Regions from separate parts of the Athene noctua genome. Here region 2 is linked to region 1. Evidence: chromatin contacts called from public Hi-C data. All regions are on one chromosome and are shown on one strand. Each heading gives the region's core, a stretch centred on a gene start, on an enhancer-like site or on the middle of the called end of the contact. The rest is flanking DNA. Distances are from core to core; before and after follow the strand shown.

The links. A called contact is a pair of places that touch in the nucleus more often than the background predicts.
Region 2: a Hi-C map of heart shows a contact between it and region 1, with 3 times the contacts expected there. The contact joins the promoter of CBR4 here to the promoter of LOC141960370 in region 1. A contact is called at or near these places in 2 of 2 Hi-C or Micro-C datasets (heart and liver).

Annotation. Positions count from the first base shown.
Region 1 is chr4:72,685,924-72,689,142 of bAthNoc1.hap1.1, forward strand. It overlaps LOC141960370, which reads left to right and starts at 1,508. Exons shown (of 8, transcript XM_074905730.1): 1 at 1,508-2,247. The coding sequence starts at 1,708.
Region 2 is chr4:72,993,546-72,996,719 of bAthNoc1.hap1.1, forward strand. CBR4 (carbonyl reductase 4) reads right to left here and starts at 1,463. Exons shown (of 6, transcript XM_074904070.1): 1 at 1,358-1,463.

The sequences.
Region 1 (3,219 bases), core at 258-2,757:
CAAAGAGCACTTTTCCCGTTTCATTTAGCCCACACACTTAATGGCATTTCCCTTTTTCCATTTGAAATGAAAGAAGAAATTAGAATCAAGTATCCCAAACCATTCTTAATTTAGTGCCACGCACTGGAAACCACTGGAAGATGAAGCTTTGAGCGGAGAATTCCCAGAGGATTAAACCCTGAAATTCCATTTGCACCTCTTAGATTTTAATCATTAATTGAATATTGACCTTTAGAGCACTGAGGTATTTCCAGGATGCCCCAGTTGGTATAATTCAGGAGTAGCAGGTAACACTGCACCTCCAGGTGAGGTTGAAGGATGCAGCGCTCCTCAGAACACCAGCAAGCACAGTCTGACAATATCTGGTGACAACTCAGACTTTAACGAAGAAAGGCAGCAGAGCCCAACCTCAAGTCCTTGTTCCACGGGAAAGCATGACACTGCTTTTAAACATCCTGAGTCTATTCTGTGCTGCCTATTGACAAAACTTTCCAGCCTGTGTATTTGTACCTTCTGTCACTCTTATGTATACTAACACGTAAGGGAAAATGTGGTAACGGTGACTAAAACAACTCCCCTTTGGTCTTCTCCTGCAGCTATAAGGTCTCCACTTGACACAGGCGTTTGGCATTTTTAAAAAATAGGTGCTTTCTGCAAGCATAACTCAGTCTGAATAAAGAAAGCACTACTATAAAAACAGAATAATACATGGTTGCTTTTATGCTGCTTGCATCTGTTGCTTCCCTCAGTCTGTGAAAACGCTATTTTCAGTGTATCTTGCTTTTTTGCAAATACTGACTTTATGTTACAAATCTACCGATTTACAATAAACTTAAAATTTCAGTTGAGTCCCTCTTGAGTTTGACCCATTTCAAAGTATTTCAGGTGGATAATGTAACTATTGGGCCAGAACTTTGGAAGGAGAAGCTCTGGGAGGAAAAATAAACTAAGAACAAAAATAAGAATGAGGTGAGCACTATTGCCAATTTTTCAGCATTAACAACATCCTAAGCTTCAGTTACGTTACGATTTTGCAACTGTTAAGAGGTACCTTGTAAGATCCGTACCTCAGCCCTGTGGATTTCGCTTTAACTCTGACACCTCGCAGACAGGAATAGCAACACCTCTCTCAGCTGCAAACACCCCGTTCACGCCGTGTTTCCCACGGGACGAGGTCCCGAGGCCGCCCGGCTACACGCAGGGCGGGAATTACCCAGAGAACCTGTCACAAAATGGCGGCGGCGGCGCTAGGGCCCGGCAGACATCCCGGGGCGCAGCCGCCCGCAGGCCGGGCAGGGGGCGTGTCCCAGCAGCCTCCGCCCCGCCCCACGCCGCCTCCGGGCCACCGTTCACACACGGGCCGCTCCACGCCCCGCCCCCACGGCACCGCCTCACGCCCCTCCCGTCTGTCCTGACTGGAAAGCGGTGGTGTCAATCTCGCGCGCTCCCCAATCGCCAACGTGGCTCTCCTTGCCCCGCCCCCCACTGCCGGGTTCCTCTTCCGGGGAAGTTGGTCGTCGGAGTTTCGGAGCTTGGGGGGTTTTCGGCTTTTCTCGTCGTGGCTTCTCTGCGGCGGGTCCTACTGCCGCTGGGCTGGAGGCGGCGGGGCAGCGGGACGAGCCGGGGCCGCCCAGCCGGCCCGCCTGCGAGCCGCTCCCGGGGCGGCAGCAGGAGTGGCGGCCTCGGCCGCCCGCCTGCTTGTGGCAGATGGAGGCCAGCCTGACGTGCGCCGTGTGCCTGTCCCTCTTCGAGGAGCCGGTGACGCTGCCCCTCTGCTCGCACAACTTCTGCCGGGACTGCGTGCTGGAGTGCCTGGCCTCGGCCGAGGCCGCCCGCCTGCAGCAGCAGCGGGGCCAGGGGCAGGCCCGCCTCTCCCGGGGGGGGCCGGGGCCGAGCGGTGGCGCGGCCGGCGCCCGGGTGTCGTGCCCGCTGTGCAGGAAGCTGTGCCCGCTGCCCCGCGGCGGGGCCGCCGCGCTGCCCGTCAACACCACCCTGGCCGAGGTGGTCAAGCTCTACCGGTCTGGCACGGCAGGGTCTGCCAAGGCGGGGGAGGCAGAGCAGGCCCAGGGGACTGGCCTGTTCTCCCCGCTGGTGCTCGGAGGAACCTGCCAGAAGCATCCGAGCCGGCTGGTGCAGCTCTACTGCCGCATGTGCCGGCAGGCGGGCTGCGGGCAGTGCATCTCCGAGGACCACCAAGGCATCTTCCACTCAGTCAACCTCATAGACACGGTGTACCAGGAGGAAAAAGTAAGCGCGGGGGGGGCCGGCTGGGAGGTCGGGCTGTCTCTCAGGGGAACCCAGGCGCCCGGGTTGCTCTTACTCCGCAACGCAGCGTGGCGGGCAGGAGGGAGCGAGGTAGTGTGGTGCTGTGAGCCGGGACTCGGGATCTGTTTGTGTGCCTGTCCCTGCTGCCCTCGGGCTTCATCCAACACATACAAGGGGCCAGGCGATATTATAGCATCAACAGATCTGAACCCAGTTTACCGAAGCACCTGAAGAGTTTGGGGTTGTTTTTTGATTTAGGATGGTTTGTTGTTTGGTTTTGGGTTTTTTTTTTAGTATAGAGATTTGCAGTCTGTGCTGAAAAAAACACACTGATGCAAAGAGTTTATTGCATGTCTGCATCCATTTTTTTCCAAGTTCAGGAAGGTGCTAGTCCTACTAACAAAAAAAACCTCCACCCACAGATATTTTGTTTATAGGCTCTATGAGATGACGTGGATAATTTGGGTCAGAGATAACTACGTATTTAGAAATAGATGGTTTAGGCAAGTAATAATTTAATAAACGTAAAATCAAAATGCATTCCTGTTTGCATGAAGAAAGCAACTGCCTAGCCTAATGGTTGGTTGGCTGGTTGTAGCAGCAGTAGTTGTGTTTTGCCAAAATCGTTACCAGCTGGGTAGAATGAGCTTTTCATGCCCTATGCCAACTGGGTGTAGAGTGGCATGTCATGCAGCAGTTCTGCTCTGCAGGAAGTGAAACAACCGCAGGGAAGTAATGATGAGTATAGGTATAAAAGTTTTAAGTACAGCACAGACCTTTACAGCCAGAAGCTGCTTTTGAACTGATTTCCCTCCTGTCTCTCCCATCACCAATTGCGTGTGACTCAGGAAACTAGGGGGAAACAGTCTTTGCACTAGACTTTCTATGTAAAAATTAAGTGATGCTGTAGTGAGGTAAAGGAGATAAAAACTTTGATAACCTTAGTTTAAAACC
Region 2 (3,174 bases), core at 213-2,712, 310 kb after region 1:
TGCAACAAAGTAAGCACAAATGCTTGAAATCAGCCCATGTGTCTGCTTCCACTGGCAAACTGAAATCCACTTCCTACAAGCAGGAAGAGGATTAAATCCTTGCATCTCAGGTGGTGGCCCTTTCAAGAGAACCCACAGAAAATGTCCTGCATGAAGACAATTCCTTAGTGATAAAATGGGCACCACTGACTCACCAGAAAGACTGATCCTTTGGGCACTCTTCAGTAGGTAGCTAGACTGCAAGAGATGAATCGAGAGGTCTCGCAGCCTAGTAACTACTGCTCTTATTGTCTTAGCCGACTGAAGGCGCAACCAACCAACCCATATTTTTTTGACTGATTTTTCTGTTAGAAACAAAGTCTGTCTGCCTTTGCTATCATGAATTACTACAATAACTCCTGGAAGTTCTTGCCTACTTGTTGCAGTAATGTTGTACTAGGATTTTCTCCTTCGTATTCTGTTCTTACCAGCACTGAGCATACCTACTCTTTGTATCTGAAATATGGAATAATATAGATTCAGAGGGATCTCTGGAAGTCATCTTGCCTAACTCCTCTACCCCTAAGCAATGTCAAGGGAACAGTCTTACACTGTTTCTAAATGCTGTCAGACTTCTATATGTTTACCAAATAACTCTAAACGTGCTTAGCTACACAGGACCTAAAAAGCTGCCTATGCAAAGAGAACTTCTTTAAAACATATCATTCTACCCTTCCTCTTTGAGAAGGGGAAAAAATCTTAGTGATTCTACTGTTCTTAAAAAGAATAGCAGGAGTTCCTTGTCCATTACCCAGGTATTTACAGGGGGCGCATAAGGCCTATTTCCAGTGCAGCACGATACAGCTGGTGGTTTAGCACAAGAGTGCCACACAGATTCTCCGGAGCTCTGACTTACGAGAAAAAAAAATGCAGTAGGAGTAATAACGCTATATTGCCTGGTCAAATAAAGTTAGGGAAAAACAAGTATCTTTTGAGCAACAGGCTCTTCTAGGTCGCCACACAGCACAGACGAGTGCCTGTGCCACCTTTGTCCTCAACGGCCTTTCTCTTCTCTCAGAACCAGCGATTTGATCCCTGAGCGCCAGGGCTGCAGCGGCACTCCAGCTGACCGCCTCAGGCGCTCGGCACCGCACCCGCTGGAGGACACCCGGCAACAAAGGCGGCTCGGGGTGCCGCAGCCAGCCGGGCCGGGCCGGGCCGGGCCGGGCCGGGCCGGGCCACCGCCCGCACCTGCGCGCCCTCAGCCGCCTCTGGACACCGCCCCCAGCCCCAACCCTCCAGGACAACCCCTTCTCCCCTCTCGACAAACCATTTTTTTTCCCTCCCCCCCGTTTTTTTTTGGAGGGCCTCCACCAACCTCCTCCGGCCCGGGGCGGCACTTCTCTCCCTCCCGACCGAGGCCCCGCCCGCCGCCAGAGCCCACTGCCCCCCATCGCCGCCAGGGGGCGCCCGCGGCCCCGCGCCGCCCGGGGCGCTCCAAGGGAGGGAGGCAGGCGGGGAGCCGCGGCCTGGCTGCCCGGTGGCCACGGCGGCGCCGAGCGGCTCCTCCCCGGGGGCGGCGCACCCGACAGGAGGGCGGGAGGGGGAGGCAGGGCTGCGGGGCCGGGCGCCTCGGCGCGGTGCCGCTCCCGGCGGGCTGAAGGTGGAGCCCGCGGCACGGCCGGCGGGGCGCGGTGCCGGCTGGGAGCCCGCCCGCCCGCCGCGGGGCACGCCGGGACGCGTAGTCCCGCGCGGCGCCGGTGCCACGGTGGCAGAGCGGCCGCCCGCGACCTTCGCGTGTGTCTGTCCGTGTCCGTCGTGTCCGTCCCGGCCCCACCCCGCCCTCTCACGCCCCGAGCCAAGCGCGGGCAGCGCCTCCCGCCGGCCCGAAAACGAGGAAGGTGGTGCGCCACAGGGGGCCGACGAAAAAAAGCGGCTTTTCTGGGTATTTCAATTCACCTTCTGGTTTCTGAGCAGCTTTGTGTTTGTTGAGCTTACAGAGGCTTTTTACCTTCCCCACGCGATGACAGTTCAGTTCTGAACGGAACACGGGCAAGATGACAAAACGGTGTAAACACCTGTCTACTGAAGTAGTTGCTGCTGGTGGCCTCCGCGCTGCACCCGCTGAGCCCGCGCCGCAGCCTGGGCAAGACGAAGCTCCCCATGGCGCGTTGGGCGGTGCGCTGTGGCGAGAGGGAGGCCCGCCAACGGCAGGGCCAGCGCCGCCAACGGCAGGGCCAGCGCCGCCAACGGCAGGGCCAGCGCCGCCAACGGCAGGGCCAGCGCCGCCAACGGCAGGGCCAGCGCCGCCAACGGCAGGGCCAGCGCCGCCAACGGCAGGGCCAGCGCCGCCAACGGCAGGGCCAGCGCCTGCACTCCTCCCTTCTCACAGCTCGTGTGCCGGCAAGCCCATCTGCTTTCCTTTTACACTTTCTGGTTTTAAGCTACGTTTTACATCTCTGTATCCAGACAACATCCGTCTTAACCACTTGTACGACGCTTCATGCCTAGCCCCTGTACTCGTTGCCAGAAGTTACATGGGGCACAAAGCAGCTGCCTCACTGAACTGGAGCTCTCTGTCCTGTCCTTGGTTCCCCCTTCACACACAAAAATGTGTTTTATAGAGACACATACAAGCAGATGAATAAGGATTTTCTCTCTTTCATTTTCGCATTTCTTTGCCCCCAAATCCCCAGGATCTCGTATGAGGTATTACTATGCCAGTAGAGTTAAATCAGAAACACTTAAAGGTAGAGAAACCCAAAATACAGAAACACCTGTGAGAGTTCCTGTTTAGTAACCAAAATAAGCTTCATGATATGCAGTTAAACTAATACAATAACTGCTATGTTTTAATAGTAACAGTTTTAACATGTCTGCTGATATGCTAGAGGGGTTCAGTGGACTCAAGTCTCATACACTGAATAAATTTTTTCACCCGAGAAGTAAGAATAAAACTGACCACAATTGTGTACAAGAGTACACTTCAGAAATTTTTTTTAGAAAAAATATTATCAAAAAGTTCCACAGGGTAACAAGTGTCAAAATCACACTAGAGTTTCTATAAGCTCAGTGGAAGTGTAACTCTGCACAGTTCTTGCTTTTGAGTTGAAGGCTGTTATTCAGGATTTCGGATTATAAATGTTTCCAGGGGAGCTGTAAAGACTTTAATAACATTACCTGTATTCATGTAGG